Linked DNA regions of Mus musculus: all the other regions are linked to region 2. Evidence: chromatin contacts called from public HiChIP or PLAC-seq and promoter capture Hi-C data. All regions are on one chromosome and are shown on one strand. The core of a region is the stretch at or near the end of the contact, and the rest is flanking DNA. Distances in the headings are between cores, read along the strand shown. Region 1 overlaps Gm33742 (a long non-coding RNA gene). Region 2 holds the start of Smg8 (smg-8 homolog, nonsense mediated mRNA decay factor (C. elegans)). Region 3 has its middle 56 kb from the start of Gm33742.

What was found. Promoter capture Hi-C pulls out the DNA fragments that hold promoters and counts their contacts. HiChIP or PLAC-seq counts read pairs in DNA pulled down with a chosen protein or histone mark.
Region 1: a promoter capture Hi-C map of liver shows a contact between it and region 2, with 2.0 times the contacts expected there. The contact joins the enhancer-like site here to the promoter of Smg8 in region 2. A contact is called at or near these places in 9 of 39 promoter capture datasets (the C10 cell line, cranial neural crest, frontonasal cranial neural crest and 5 more), 2 of 484 Hi-C or Micro-C datasets (embryonic fibroblasts and embryonic stem cells), 4 of 115 datasets of contacts at active chromatin or transcription factors (bone marrow-derived macrophages, embryonic stem cells and pancreatic cancer cells) and 3 of 9 other capture datasets (adipose tissue, liver and macrophages).
Region 3: a contact with region 2 is called in an H3K4me3 HiChIP or PLAC-seq map of bone marrow-derived macrophages, with 2.7 times the contacts expected there. The contact joins the enhancer-like site here to the promoter of Smg8 in region 2. A contact is called at or near these places in 2 of 39 promoter capture datasets (macrophages and stem cell-derived epiblast-like cells), 1 of 484 Hi-C or Micro-C datasets (CD8 T cells), 2 of 115 datasets of contacts at active chromatin or transcription factors (the SCID.adh cell line and bone marrow-derived macrophages) and 2 of 9 other capture datasets (adipose tissue and liver).

The regions. Positions count from the first base shown.
Region 1 is chr11:86,838,737-86,843,295 of GRCm38.p6, forward strand. It overlaps Gm33742 (a long non-coding RNA gene), which reads right to left. Exons shown (of 5, transcript XR_001780285.2): 4 at 288-363. Among named protein-coding and RNA genes, the nearest start is that of Gm51288, 12 kb to the right of the region's middle. Within about 2 kb of position 1,940, at least 106 of the 459 cell types and tissues checked have an H3K27ac peak or open chromatin away from gene starts, as enhancers often do. A contact at or near this core is called in adipose tissue, bone marrow-derived macrophages, liver and 1 more, where this site is marked.
Region 2 is chr11:87,083,888-87,088,319 of GRCm38.p6, forward strand. Smg8 (smg-8 homolog, nonsense mediated mRNA decay factor (C. elegans)) reads right to left here and starts at 2,890. Exons shown (of 4, transcript NM_024262.1): 1 at 1,108-2,890. The coding sequence starts at 2,866.
Region 3 is chr11:86,921,923-86,926,652 of GRCm38.p6, forward strand. No RefSeq gene overlaps it. Among named protein-coding and RNA genes, the nearest start is that of Gm33742, 56 kb to the left of the region's middle. Within about 2 kb of position 3,384, at least 45 of the 459 cell types and tissues checked have an H3K27ac peak or open chromatin away from gene starts, as enhancers often do. A contact at or near this core is called in CD8 T cells, the SCID.adh cell line, bone marrow-derived macrophages and 1 more, where this site is marked.

The DNA.
Region 1 (4,559 bases), core at 690-3,189, 250 kb before region 2:
AAAAAAAAAAAAAAAAACCTTGCCTGGATATGCAAGGTCCTGGGTTTGATCCCTAGCACCATGAAAACAAGAAACAATTCGAAAGTTTCAATCATGAAAGTGTGAGGTTATACAACAAAAGGAATGCAGGGATGAGTTTTCCATGTGTCCAGTGTTTTACAAAAAGGAAAATGCTTTTACAACACTTCAATATATTAAATTTCTGCATATAGAGCCAGACTACAAAATTAGGACTCAACCAAAATTAAAGATGAAATGGAAAATATTTGTAAAGGTTTCACACCTACCTGAAAATAGATGATTCTGAGGCCTAGAGTGACTGTTTCTGAGCTGGGCAGGGTAGGTGTGGCTGAAATCACAGCACTTGGGAGGGAAGAACAGAACAATCAGAAGTTTGAGACCAGCCTTGGCTGCCTAAGACCTTGTTAACCCCTCAAAGAAGTTGTATTTATAAAACATGCATATTATGTGAGTCTTTTTAGTATTAATATAGAAATAAATGATGCCATGTCTACAAATGATACATAGTATTAATAATATTAAAGTAATAAAAACCAAGGTCATTATAAAAGCATCTCTAAAATGCTCAGTTTCTTCCTATGGCAGTTTCAGGATCTGCATCATCTGCCCCTACCCCCACTCCCACATAGCTGCGCTCAATGGTGTCTTAGCATCCTAAATAGGTCAGAGCTTGTTCTCACTTTGCTGCATGAGGATCCTACTGCAGGGAGATGAAATAACAGCTGAAGTGACACCTCAGCTGTCACCTCCCCCTGGGAAGCATGACTTCTTCCCAGGCCTGACAAACACCTCACCTTTGGTTTCTCAGAACCCGTGGGTGCACAGCTCTGCATCAACAAAAGAAGGAAAAGAAAATCAGATTCTAGTATTTCCATGGGAGCCGACCAGCTTGCCCAAAAGACTACTCTGTTTGGAAAAGCTTTTAAAGACCTGCTCTATACCACAAAGTCATGAGCTGCCTGGCTCCCGATAGCCTGCGACCTGCATCTGTTCATTATACGTGGTCCCAACACAATACTCATCTCATGGAAAGAAACAGAATATGAATGGAAATGGGAGTGTGCTTCTGTTTATTTCTTATTCAAAGAGTCCCAGCATCAGAAAACACTTTTCTGACCTCAGCATCCTGTTATTCCAGCTTAGCACACTTCACCTTTGTGAAGTCACCCTTCACTGTGTTTGTTCCTCTTCCTTAGTGACTTATTACCCACTCTCCGGATGCTCCACCTGACCAAGGGATCAAGGCTGTTTTCTCTGTATGAAGTAAGACTGTTAAAAATTCCTACGGCTCCGTTTTTTTTTTTTTTTTTTTCTGGGAGGGGGGCTATAAAGAGTATATGCAAATCAGTTAGCACAATGTCTAATATTAGGAAGTGACAAGTGAATGTGTTAAAAACAATGACAGGCCAGTCAGGCACAGTCATTTGCAGAGATGCTATTGCCCCCGTGGAGACAGGAATACAAAAGAGGGAGTTTGCAGCATGATGCTTTGAGTCATCTCAAAGGGCACACTTGCAGCCTTAGGAACCCATTCTCCTGCTGTCACACTCCAGTGATGTTCTGTCTTTCCTGATTCAGCCACTCATCCCCTGTCACAGCACTAACCCACACAGGGAAAGAAAAGGAGAGAGGGAGGGAGGGAGGGAGGGAGGGAGGGAGAGAGAGAGAGAATAAAAGATGAATCAACATACGAATGAAAACTCTGTCCCTATTTGGAAAAGTTTGTCCTTGAAGCTTTTCTCTAAATAGTTATCTCTTAAGTTCTTAGCATTTTAGAATCTTTAAACACTATCCTGGCATCTTCTCCTGATATTTGGTATTAAGACACCAGTGCTAAAACATAATCAGTTCTGCCCAGCATGCAGAAAAGAGAAGGGTCAAGAGTTCTGAGTCCAGGGCAGGAAGAAAAGCAGGGCTGTGTGATTCAGAGCAAAGGGGAAACAATAACTCAGAAGCCTTGGCTAGCGGCCAAGGCTGCTTAGTGATAATCCAGATGGACTCCGGGCTCCCACAACTGCTTATCCCACCCGCTTCTAACCCTCTTCACTCAGCACATTTTTTTCCCTTGTTAAAGGCCACTCTTCTTGAAAATGGGATCTTTACCTTCTTTAAACTTACAGGAGTTCCTGGAAGTTTCCTAGTTAACCTTTGGAGGGAAAAGTATCTAGATTGCAACAATGTGGCCTTTCTAACCCTTGGCATCTGTTCAAATCTCCTTAGGGTAACTGAGAGGATCACATAGATGCAGGGATGTGTATAGATGCAGGGATGTGTAGCCACTGTAGGTTCAACAAAGGAGTGATATTTGAGCTATAGAGTCTAAACAAAGAAAGGAGGTATTATGTAAAAAGACACAAAGTTACTACATTTGGCAGTGGTGAGGAGAGGTGAGATAAGGTCTTACTCTGTAGCCCAGGCTGGTCTGGAACTCATTATGTAGCCCAAACTAGCCATCCTCCTGCCTCAGCTTCCAGAGTACAGTGATTACACGTGAAAGCCACCTTGCACATCTGGCTTTTGAATTATTTCAATTTAAGATGAAACAAGGAGAGTAACAACACTGATCCAGACATTCTATGGCCCTTTTCTCAATCCTGAGATGCATTCGAATGCTTTTGGTTGGAAGCGTAATTCCCCTGGGAACCTTTCCGGTTTTTTCTGGTATTTAAAGTTGTGAGACTGAATGAAATGTGAGACTGAAACATGGCTGTCGCTAGGGAGGCTCGCCCAAGCGCATGGAACTTGCTATAGCAACGACTTATGTATCTGGAAGCACCTGCAGTCGTGCTGTGTGGTCTGGCTTGTGAGAATCTTTCAGATCCTCAAATCACAGCATCCTGAGGAAAGTGTCAAATATTATCTTATTGCCTTTAAAATATATTTTACATTTATTTATTTACACTTACTTTGTGCTAGGGAAGTTATGTATATGTCGCTGCGAGGTCAGAGGACACGTTTGGGGAGTCAGTCCTCTCCTTCAACCACGTGGGTTACAAGAATTTAAAGAATTATTTATTTATTTATTTATGTAGATGAGTACACGGTAGCTGTACAGATGGTTGTGAGCCTTCATGTGGTTGTTGGGAATTGAATTTTTTAGGACTTCTGCTCCCTCCACCGGTCGGCCCCGCTAGTTCTAGTCCAAAGATTTATTTATTATTATACATAAGTACACTGTAGTTGTCTTCTGATGCACCAGAAGAGGGCATCAATCTCATTATGGGTGGTTGGGAGCCACCATGTGGTTGCTGGGATTTGAACTTAGGACCTTTGGAAGAGCAGTCAGTGCTCCTACCCACTGAGCCATCTCTCCAGCCCTGGATTACAAGAATTGAACTGAAGTCCTCAGGCTTGGAAGCAAGTGCCTTACCCACTGAGCAGTCCCCTTCTATAGATAAGAAATGTGAGGTTACACCCTTGCCTAATTTTAAATAAGTCATTCAAACTTTTAGCTGGGCATGGGATGCCTCCTTATAATCTCGGCATACAAGAAGCTGAGTCAGAAGAACTGAGAGTTCAAAGCCAGCTTGAGCTACATGGGTGGTGGGGGGGGGTTGGCGTGTCAGTTTTTTTCTTTAGTATTACAGCATGACTTCCAGTATAAAAGTAAGCTTTCTTTAATATAGAGAAATATTAGAAAATATAATTTTATTTTTCTTGTCTCATGGGTTGCTATTGTCTGTTTTTTTTTGAGACAAGTCCTAAGTATGTAGCCCTGGCTGGCCTAGAACTGGCTATATAGATCAAGCTGGCCTCAAACTCACAGAGACCTGCCTCCCTCTGCACTTTCCAAGTGCTGGGACTAAAGGTGCGGGCCTTTATTTGTTTGTTTTTTCCATTTAACAAAGATCTGGTGACTACTCATTGAACACGTACCATGAACAAGACATTGTTCTAAATCTTAGGGTTACCAACTATTGTACAGCTTACATCAGAATAAGAAGAGACAGGAAAGACATGAAGGCCAATGGGCAGCATGCAAGAGAACGCACACTAAAACAAACCCTGCACTCATGGTCTCTCTGCAGTCAGCACCTGTTAGGAGGCTGATCGCTCCCTGAAGTAATTTGTTCTCCTTTGGTGCTAGAGAGAGGGCTCAGTGGACAAGAGGACCTGAGTTGGGTTCCCAACATTCATGTCAAGTGCCTCACAGCTCCAGGGAACTCCAGAGAATCCAATGCCTGAATTTGGCCTCTGAAGTTACCTGCATTTACATACATATACACATACATACGTATGTACATGCATACATACACACATGCATGCATACATACATTCACATATACACACACAAGTAACTCAAAGTTAGCAAATCACTCTAGAGTGTTTTCTTCACTCTGCAACCGTGGCTACCTCAGTTCTCTTTCAGTCTACTTCTGCGTTACTGCTTTGCTCCCTCTCTAATCTCTAAATGCTGATCTCTTGCCAAGTACCACCCTGGGACTCCCAGCTTGGTTCTCTCCTCTGCCTTTGTGTTCCATTCAGTCTCGTAGCCTTTAAAATATACTGTTTTCTTGAGTTGGGGGTTCATGTGCACA
Region 2 (4,432 bases), core at 1,640-4,139:
CATCAGAAATCTTGATTAAATACACAGGAATAAGGATTTTCTTTTACAACACTGAGAATGAGACCTGGGGCCTCCTCACTCATAGCTGCAGTGCAAGTGTGGCAATCTGGAGGCAGAAGGATCTCTAAGAGTTCAAGGTGTAGTCTATAGTGAGACCCTGCCCCAGAAATAAATAGTCAAAATTTGACTTTTTTCCCCTTCTGTGTCACATTATGGTGACCTTTCTTTTCTAATAATTCAACAAAACCTCTTTAGGATAAAGGGTGATACATTTTCTGAAACTTCATGCCACTTAAAACTTTTCATCTACCAACTCACCAGTTTATTGTTAAAAAAAAAATCAGTCATGGGTGATGTTTTCGTTTTAAGAGGTAGAAGATCAAATTTAGGGCTGGAGCTGACAAGATGGCTCTTGTAGTACCTGCGTTCCATCCCCAGAACCCACAGGTTAAAGGAGGGGACTGACTAACAGGCTGTCCTGACTTCCACATAAATTTCATGCAGTCACACAAACACACACACAAATAGATATACTATATATGTATGCATGCACACACACACACACAAAGTAATTTTAAAAATAAAAAGAAGTAGAAAGTATTTACTAATTGGGTACAGTGGCACATGGACTTCAAAAGCAGAGGCAGGAGGAGGAGTTCTGTGACTTGGAGGTCAGCTTGGTCTATATAGTGAGTTCCAGGTCCAGCCAGGATTAAATAGAGACCTTGTTTCAAAAACAACAACAGAAAACAAATAAAAGCAAAGAAAGAAAAAAAAAAGTATTTACTATCAAAGTTCTGCAGGGCTCTTAAAAAACAACCCAATTATGTACCAAATAAATCATCTTAATACATGAATACACACCCAGCTCAGGTGCCAGTGAGATGACACAGCAGGCACAGTGCTTGCAGCACAAGGCTAACTCCATGGGCTGGATACTTGGGACCCATGAAAAGGTTGGAGACTACTGACCTCACAACATTGCCCTCTGACCTCCAAGGGTGCGAGGTCTCTCTCAGACACACACACCACACCATACAAACACACACTAATACTAAAAGCACAGCTCCAGTTTTCAGTTCAAACTGTTGGGAACTTTGTAGCTACCTGATTTAGGTAAGGAATGAAATTTGTGGACACAGTGTTGGTCAGTCAAGCTCCTCTCTTCGCACAGCTGATGGCCATTGCTCCAAAATTTGTAGCAGTCTTCGTGTAATTGCATGGCATATTTGTGAAAGGCTGGACCTCGAGCATGCTGACTGTATACCCGAAGAGCCTGAGCAAGCTGATTCTTATGGACTGTCATGGTGTAATTATGCGGCAAGTTTGACTGGTAGGCACTATGAGCCATGGGTAAAGCTTTTTGGCACCGGTTTTCCGAGAATTTTGTGTCTATATCCAAAAACCCTTCTAAGACTTTAATACTGCTTAAAATCTTAGATGTTAGCTCCCCAGTGGGGGAGCCCAAGTCCTCTTCCTTCCCATCGATAGCCACTTCATACAACTTTGCTGCTGCAGAGATCCACTTCTGGTAAGTGGGCAGTTCAAAATGGGAAGGCTGTGGGTTCCTGCCCACACTGTCATCAAAACCTTTTTTGCTTAGGACCAGCTCCACGTGCTGCCACAGGAATTCTCGAAGAGTGAAATCCACTAGCTGGCCTGAAGAACTCGAGGTGCTGCTATCAATGTGGAAGGAGAGCTGTTGGCGGCTGTGCTGTCTCATCGCTTGGTACCGCCTAGGTCCAGAAAGGGGTGCGGGCACCAACAACGATTCTGGGTCTTTCACGGTACAATGGCTCCTAAGCTGGTCCAGCAACATGCCAATTGGGTCCTCCTCCTGGCTTCCGGGGACTATGTACACAAAAGCTTGGTTGGCAGGTACCGTAAAGAGGCAGTTGATACTCTGATTAGTCAAGACTCGACTCTTGCGAAAGATTCTATAGATCTGGTCCTCCAGGGCATGCTGCAGCCTTCTTTTGGGAGAGTGCTTCTTGGGTTTATCTGGATGAGCTGTATCCTGGCTCCGAGGCGGTTCCACCTTAAGGGCCCCATTGAGTTGAAAGAGGAAGAGGAGTCTAGGTGGGCAAGGTCGGCAGTTTAACTTCCAGTCTTTGCCAACTGGGCAATCCTTAATGGCTGTTTTGAGGAGGGGTAGTACTTTCTGTCTCAGTCCATCCAGGGCTCTGAATACACGATCATAAGTGATGTCAAAGGAACACGTCGGATGGACCAGGAGCAAGATATGACAGACAGAGAAGAGGTAAAGGAGGCTGAGACACTGTAACTTCTCCTGATGCTTCCAGAACTCGTGTGTTTCTGCATGAGGTAAAGAGAGGCCCCCTCCGGCTTCACCGCTCTGGAGGGCCCGACAAGCACGCAGAAGCTGTGAGTTGTCACAGATGGAAGTGAGAATAAGATACAGAACTTTGCTTTCCTGATTGTAATAGGCCTGCAAAAGACTGAAGTCCTGGGGACCTGGCTCAGCTCGGTTACCTTCCGCCGTAGCCATACCTCCGCGAAGTGAATCCCCGGCTGCAGCCCCGGGGTCTCCGGCTCCTCCCGCCTCTCCGACAGAGACAGCTTTGGTCTTGATTCCAGTTCCTGGATCTCCAGGATCCTGATGGTGAAAGAGTGGGAAAACCTGTCGATCGCACACAGTATTCACCAGAGAGAACTTCTCGGAGTTGAGGCGCAGAGCCGTCTTGCCGAAGATTCCCACCACGCAGATCTCATCCTCCCTCCACGGGGGCTCGGGCGTGCCAGCCGCGTTTCCCCCGCCTTCAGCGGAGGGGCCTCCAGGACTCTCAGAGCCCAGCCAGGCCGACGCCCCCATGAGCAGCTCGCGCAAGCTGACCGGCCCCGCCATGGCGGAGAAAGAGCTTCCTCTAGCGTTCTTCCGGTCCCTCGCTGATCCCAACCCACCCGGTCCTATTGTGAAATCCCTCCTCCGCCTGTTAGTCCTTGAGTTCCGGGTGTCTGTCCCTCCCCCCAACACTCCCTTCCACCCCTTTGCCTTTTCGTGTCCCTTGCAAGGTCTTAGCGCTACGTTTACTCAACTCGAGTTTAAGATATCGAAAGCTAGATTGGTTGCCGTTTCAGTTTTAAAGAATACGCCAAAACCCACAACAGTTCCAACTGATTCTTCTAACAGCTCAGCGTGGGTGGTTGATCATACTCTCACCTTTTCTGAAGACTGAGGCAGGAGAATTTCTTAATTTCTTTTTCTTTCTTTCTTTCTTTCTTTCTTTCTTTCTTTCTTTCTTTCTTCCTTCCTCCTTCCTCCTTTCCTCCCTCCCTCTCCTCTCTCTCTCCCTCTCCTTCCTTCCTAACTTCCTTCCTTCCTTCCTTCCTTCCTTTCTTCCTTTCCTCCTTTCTCCCCCATGCCCCCATTCTACCTCTTAAATGCTGCGATTAAAAGCATGCACCACTACCACCCAGCAAGGAAGAAGGATTCTTGAGCACAGCAGCTGTGCTAGCCTGATAACATACCAAGACCCTGTCTCCATAAAGAAAAGAAAACAAAAAAGAAAGGACAGGAGGGAGGAGCGAGAGCACCAAACACATTGTTGCACTTCTGTGATTCCAACATTCAGATATTGCTCTTACAGAGAAAAGGAGCTCTTGTTTTGCAGCACCCATGGCCTGCAAAACACACACACACACACACACACACACACACACACACACACACACTCCAAAATTAATCTTTAAGAAATAGAAGACGTGGAGGTGGAGAGCTACGTGTCTAGTATGCAGGAAGTCCTGTGTTCTATCCTCAGCACCAGTATAAACTGGGTATAGTGGCCCATGCTGCAAACCCAGCACTTGGGAGGTGCCAGAATGATTAGAAGTTCAAGATCATCCTGAGCTATGTCTCAAATTCAATGCCAGTCTGAACTGTAAGAAAACTGTAAGTCGTGGTGGCACGCTCCTTTAATCCCAGCACTCCGGAGGCAGAGGCAGGCGGATTTCTGAGTTCAAGGCCAACCTGGTCTACAGGACAGCCAGAGCTACACAGAGAAACTCTGTCTCGAAAAACCAAAAAATAAAAAAATCTGTTTCAAAACAAAAAGATAAACATCAACAAAAGAATTGTAGAAAATTCTAGGGAGGCAGAGGCAGGTGGATCTCTGAACTGAATTTGAGGCCAGCCTGGCCAACAGACTGAGTTCCAGGACAGCCAAGGCTACCCAGAGGAACTCTGTCTCAAACAAACAAACAAACCAATTGTGGAAAATTAATCTAATAATTTAGCATAGTGGAAATATGAATAAGTGTGCGTGTGTGTTGCTGGGGATCTAATTCATGTCTTTGTGAATGCTAGGCAAGTGCTCTACCACTGACTACATTTGTAATAGATTCTTTCTTTCTCCTTCTCCCTCCCCAACCCATTGTAGGTTCAATTGCCCTGGAACTCTTGTCCCTCCTGATT
Region 3 (4,730 bases), core at 2,134-4,633, 160 kb before region 2:
GTTCATATTTCCTTTCTGCACCTGTCCTCTGTGTTAACCCCAGCCTGGGTCCACCTGTAAGCAAATGGTGACCTACACACTGGAATTCATTTGCATGTCACAAAGACTGCCCACAAGGGAACAGCACTCCAACACCTGTCCAATCAGGAAAGGACTAGCCACTCAAACAATTGTTCAATCATTCTAACAGATCGTATTCTTGTTTTGAGCCAGGGTCTCCTTATGTAACCCTGGCTGGCCTGGAATCTTCTGTGGAGATTGGGTTGGCTTCACACTCAAAAGGATCCACCTGCTTCTGTCTCCCTGAGTGCTGGGATTAAAGGTGTGAGTCACCGTGGCCAACAACTGTTCCAGGCTCTTACCATGTGGAAGCCTAAGGGAACCCATGATGTGTGTCTGGCAAAAGAAAGCTATTGTTCTATTATTGAGTCTCACTGTGCAGCCTAGGATGGCCCAGAATGTCTGTGTAGCCCAGGCTGTCCTCAAACTCACAAATCTCCTGCTTTTAGTTTCCCAGGTGCTGGGATTATAAACATGAGGCACTGCACCTGGCTTTGGAGCAGATTATATAACCTTGATGTAACGACCAAGACTCCCAATGGTTGTACACATTTCCCATCCCAGTCATCCCAGTGCTTAAGTGCTTAAGAACCTAGGATTTCCATACATAAAGGTCTCTTTTTACTCTCAGTTAAAAGTCCCATTGCTGGTGATGGCTTCTCAAAACAAAAGCTCCAAGAAGAATGTAAGAGTAACTCTGTCAGGGGTGCCTAGAAACGTATTCTGGGAGATGGGAGGGGCTGGGAACCCTTTCCTCCCTGTCCCTGAAGTGAAGCATCTATTTCTATTTCTCTTCCCTTTTGGACCTCAGTGCCAGGGCCTTCTAGTACCCTTGACCCCCTTGCCAGCCTCCTTGGTTCTGACCCCCAATGTTTTCGTTCCTCTGGGAGGACATTGATCTCCCTGGATGAACCCAGAGAAGCTCTTTATGGTCTCAGCATCTTTCAAAATTCCTTCCTGCAGGGATCCCACAGTCCTGCCCTGGAGTGTCTAGGAGCCAAACAGCTCTGAGCTTCAGTAGATAACACTCGACATTCCTGCTGGGCCAGCTAATTAGAGTCACTTCTCTATAACTCTTTATCTCAGGGGTTGTTTTCCTAAATTAGCATTAGCTGGCTAATGGATATCAGGCTATCTACCCCTGTGAGTTAAGGATTTGGATAGTTAGTCTGCCATACACACACACACATAACCACACCAACATCAGGACCACACAGACCTTCAACTGAACCTCATCTCCCCTTTGTGGGCTTGGACACATTATGAATCTTCTTTGGGGTTCAGCTTCTTTGTATGCAAGATGAGGAGGAGGATAGTTACTTGCTCCGCAGAGTCTTGTGGGAAATGGCTGAAAGGTTTGAAAGATGGCTGGGATGGGGAAATGTGGATGTCTTGGTCCTTACATCAAGGTTATATAATCTGCTCCAAAGCCAGGTGCAGTGCCTCATGTTTATAATCCCAGCACCTGGGAAACTAAAAGCAGGAGATTTGTGAGTTTGAGGCCAGCCTGGGCCAGCCTAGGCTGCACAGTGAGACCCTGTCTCACTAACAGAACAATAGCCTTTTACTGCCAGACACACATCATGGGTTACCTACACCCTCAAGGGAAGAGCCTGTCCAAATGACCTCTCTACCCTGTGGCTGTAAGATCCCCAGGAGGCTGATGTTGCTGACAATACAATGGAACAGATGTGCAAACTCTTAAGAGAAGCCAGACTCTCTCGGAGACTGGTATGACCCAGAAGAACTCACATGGTGGTGTGTGGAACAGATGTGCAAACTGCTCAAGAGAAGCCAGACCCTCTCAGAGACCGGTATGACCCAGAAGAACTCACATGGTAGTGTGCAGTGTAAGTACATTTGTGACTGGCAATAAAATCTGGAGAATTTCAAAGTCCAAAAGGGCTTGCTCCTGGACCTCCTGAGGTGCTCCACTCCTTAGCTGGGAAAGCAGTTGCCTTCTGCAAGCATCTGGAGAGGAACAGAAAGGATAATGATGCTGAATTCTATTTGATTCAGACAGAGAACCAAATTTACCAATTGGCTCCTTCACTGTAAGACTCAGAGGTGGGGGTGCATGCCTTTAATCCCAGCACTCAAGAGGCAGAGAGAGGCAGGTAGACCTCTGAGTCTGAGCACAGCTAGGTCTACACAGAGAAAGAAAAAGAAAGAAAGAAAGAAACAAACAAACAAACAAACAAACAACTCTCCCTCTGTATCCTTCCCCATCCCAGTTAAGAATGAGAGCATGTGTTGGGGATATAAGTTCAAACTAAGGTTGGGGAGCTGGAGAGATGGCTCAGTGGTTAAGAGCACTGACTGTTCTTCCGAAGGTCCTGTGTTCAAATTCCAGCAACCACATGGTGGCTCACAACCATCCATAATGACATCTGATGCCCTCTACTGGTGTGTCTGAAGACAGTTACAGTGTACTTACATATAAATAATAAATAAATAAATAAATAAATAAATAAACCAACTAAGGTTGGACAAGGTGACACACACCTTTAGTTCTAGCACTCCAGAGGCAGAGGTAGGCAGAGCTCTGTGAATTTGAGTTCTGCCAGATTTGCATAGAGTTTGGGGCCAGGCTATACACTCTGTCTCAAAAACAAGCATACAGAAAGAATGAAAGGCGAATACTTCAAGACCCACGAAATGATACAGCTCCCACAATTCCAGCTTGGTAAGGCTCCATGTTCTAGCTACTGGTCAGACTGAACTGCAGGGCTGATTAATTGGCATCCTTTCCAGTACAGCAGGCAGCCACCAGCAGCTCCCTGGTGGAACCATGCTCATTGTAGCGCTGTACTGAGTCAGTCAACCAAATTATGGACCACCTACTATGTGCAAGGCACGTGGGGCATAGAGGTGACCAGAGGTGTCATTCTGTAAGCCATCTAGAGAGAGAAATGTGGGGGGGGGGGATGAGAGGGGAGAAGAGAAAGAAGGGGAGGAAGAAGGAGGGGAGAAAGGGGAAAGAAGGAACTAGAGGCTGGTGAAAAGACAAAAATAAACCCAGGTGAATAGATTAAAGTGTGGAGTGGTCACACAATGTCTCCTGAAGGATTTGACATTGGAGTCCGATTGTGAAAGACCTCAAGCAAGCTGGGTGTGTTGAAGGCACAGATTCAAGGTCTGCATGGCTGGGTGTTTCGGGCTTTGGTTCTGAGTATATATGGTCTTGAGGAGTTCGGTTTTGATGAAAGGAGTGATGAGCTCTTGTTTATGCTCTGAAAAGAGCACGTCAGGACTGTTAGGAATGTGCCGGAAGGAGCCTGACAGGAAGTGGAGAAACTGGCTGGTTAGACTACTACAGCTCAGGCTAGAGAAGCGGGTAGGTGCATGTCTAGCCTGCATAGGGCCTTTTGTGTTCCAACCCCAGCACTGGAAAGAAACAAAACCACAGAAACCCTAAAGAGCAGGGCTGGGGGTAAAGCTCGGTTGGTTGGAAACGGTGAAACTGTCCATTTCTGCAATCTGTGGGTCTTGCAAATGAGTCAGATGTGAGTGAGGGCTGGGTGACAGAAAAAACAACTGACATGTCACTAGATACCAAACCCAGTAAGCCCGGGAGGATGCCGATGCTGTTCAGTGACACACCTATTCATGTAGGCTTTTTCCTCTAGATAACCTCAGAGCATTCACAACTATCAGTTCTTGCTTGTGAGGCTCCAGTGGAATCTCAGAGGATGGACTGGACAGACTCACCTGGTAGTACACGGGGAGTAGAGAAAGGCTGGCCCCAATATGCAATTAAGTTCCAACATATGGATTTTTGTTCTACACACACACAGAGAATTAAGGCCTGGCATGGTGGCACTTGCCCATAATCCAAGCCTCAGCTACATAGTGACTTTAAGGCTAACCTGGGCTATGTGAATCCTGATGGACCATAAAATCAAAGGGATAAAGGAAGGAAGGACGCTGAGTTGGCAGTGGGCCTGCCTTGAGGGCTAATGTAAAGACTAACCCACAGGTCTATGGGGTGTGGCTATAGCCACAGGGCTGTGCACCCCACCAGTGACCGACAGCTCCACTGGACTCCATTGTGTCACCATCATTTTTGGAACCAGATGTTTGGAATCCAGTTCTCAAATGTGGGTGCTTTATTTCATTGGGCTTCACATTCGCCTTTGTGCTGGGTCACCTGGGGGCTTTGGAGAAAATGGACCCAAGTGGAATCAGATACTCAGAGGACACTTTAAAAGTAAGTCCTGCAACCAGGCAGCAGCTCACCTGATGTCTTCCACATTTCCACCCTTAGGCCCCTGCTGTCTCTCGTACGTTTTGCTTGGATGGACACAGAGAGTTCAGAAAACAGCAAGCCTGTCTGATCGAAGTAAGAAAATGGGACAAAGACACTTATCTCAGGCTGGGTTATGGGGTGTTTTGTTCCTATGTGTGAGGGGGCAGGTGGGTGCTGTGGGTGCTGGATATGAATGCAGGGTCTTGAATGTGCTAGGCAAGTGTTCTGTGAATGAACTATACTCTGGCCCTGCTTTGTTGTAGTCGCTCACTGTGTTGTTTTTCCTACCCCCTTCTCCGCTCTCCCTTCCTTCTCTCTTCCATTCTTCTCTCTCTTCTCTCTCTCCCTTTTCTTTTCACGACAGGGAGTCTATTATGTAGCCCTGGCTGTCCTAGAACTCTTCATGCAGATCAGGCTGGAC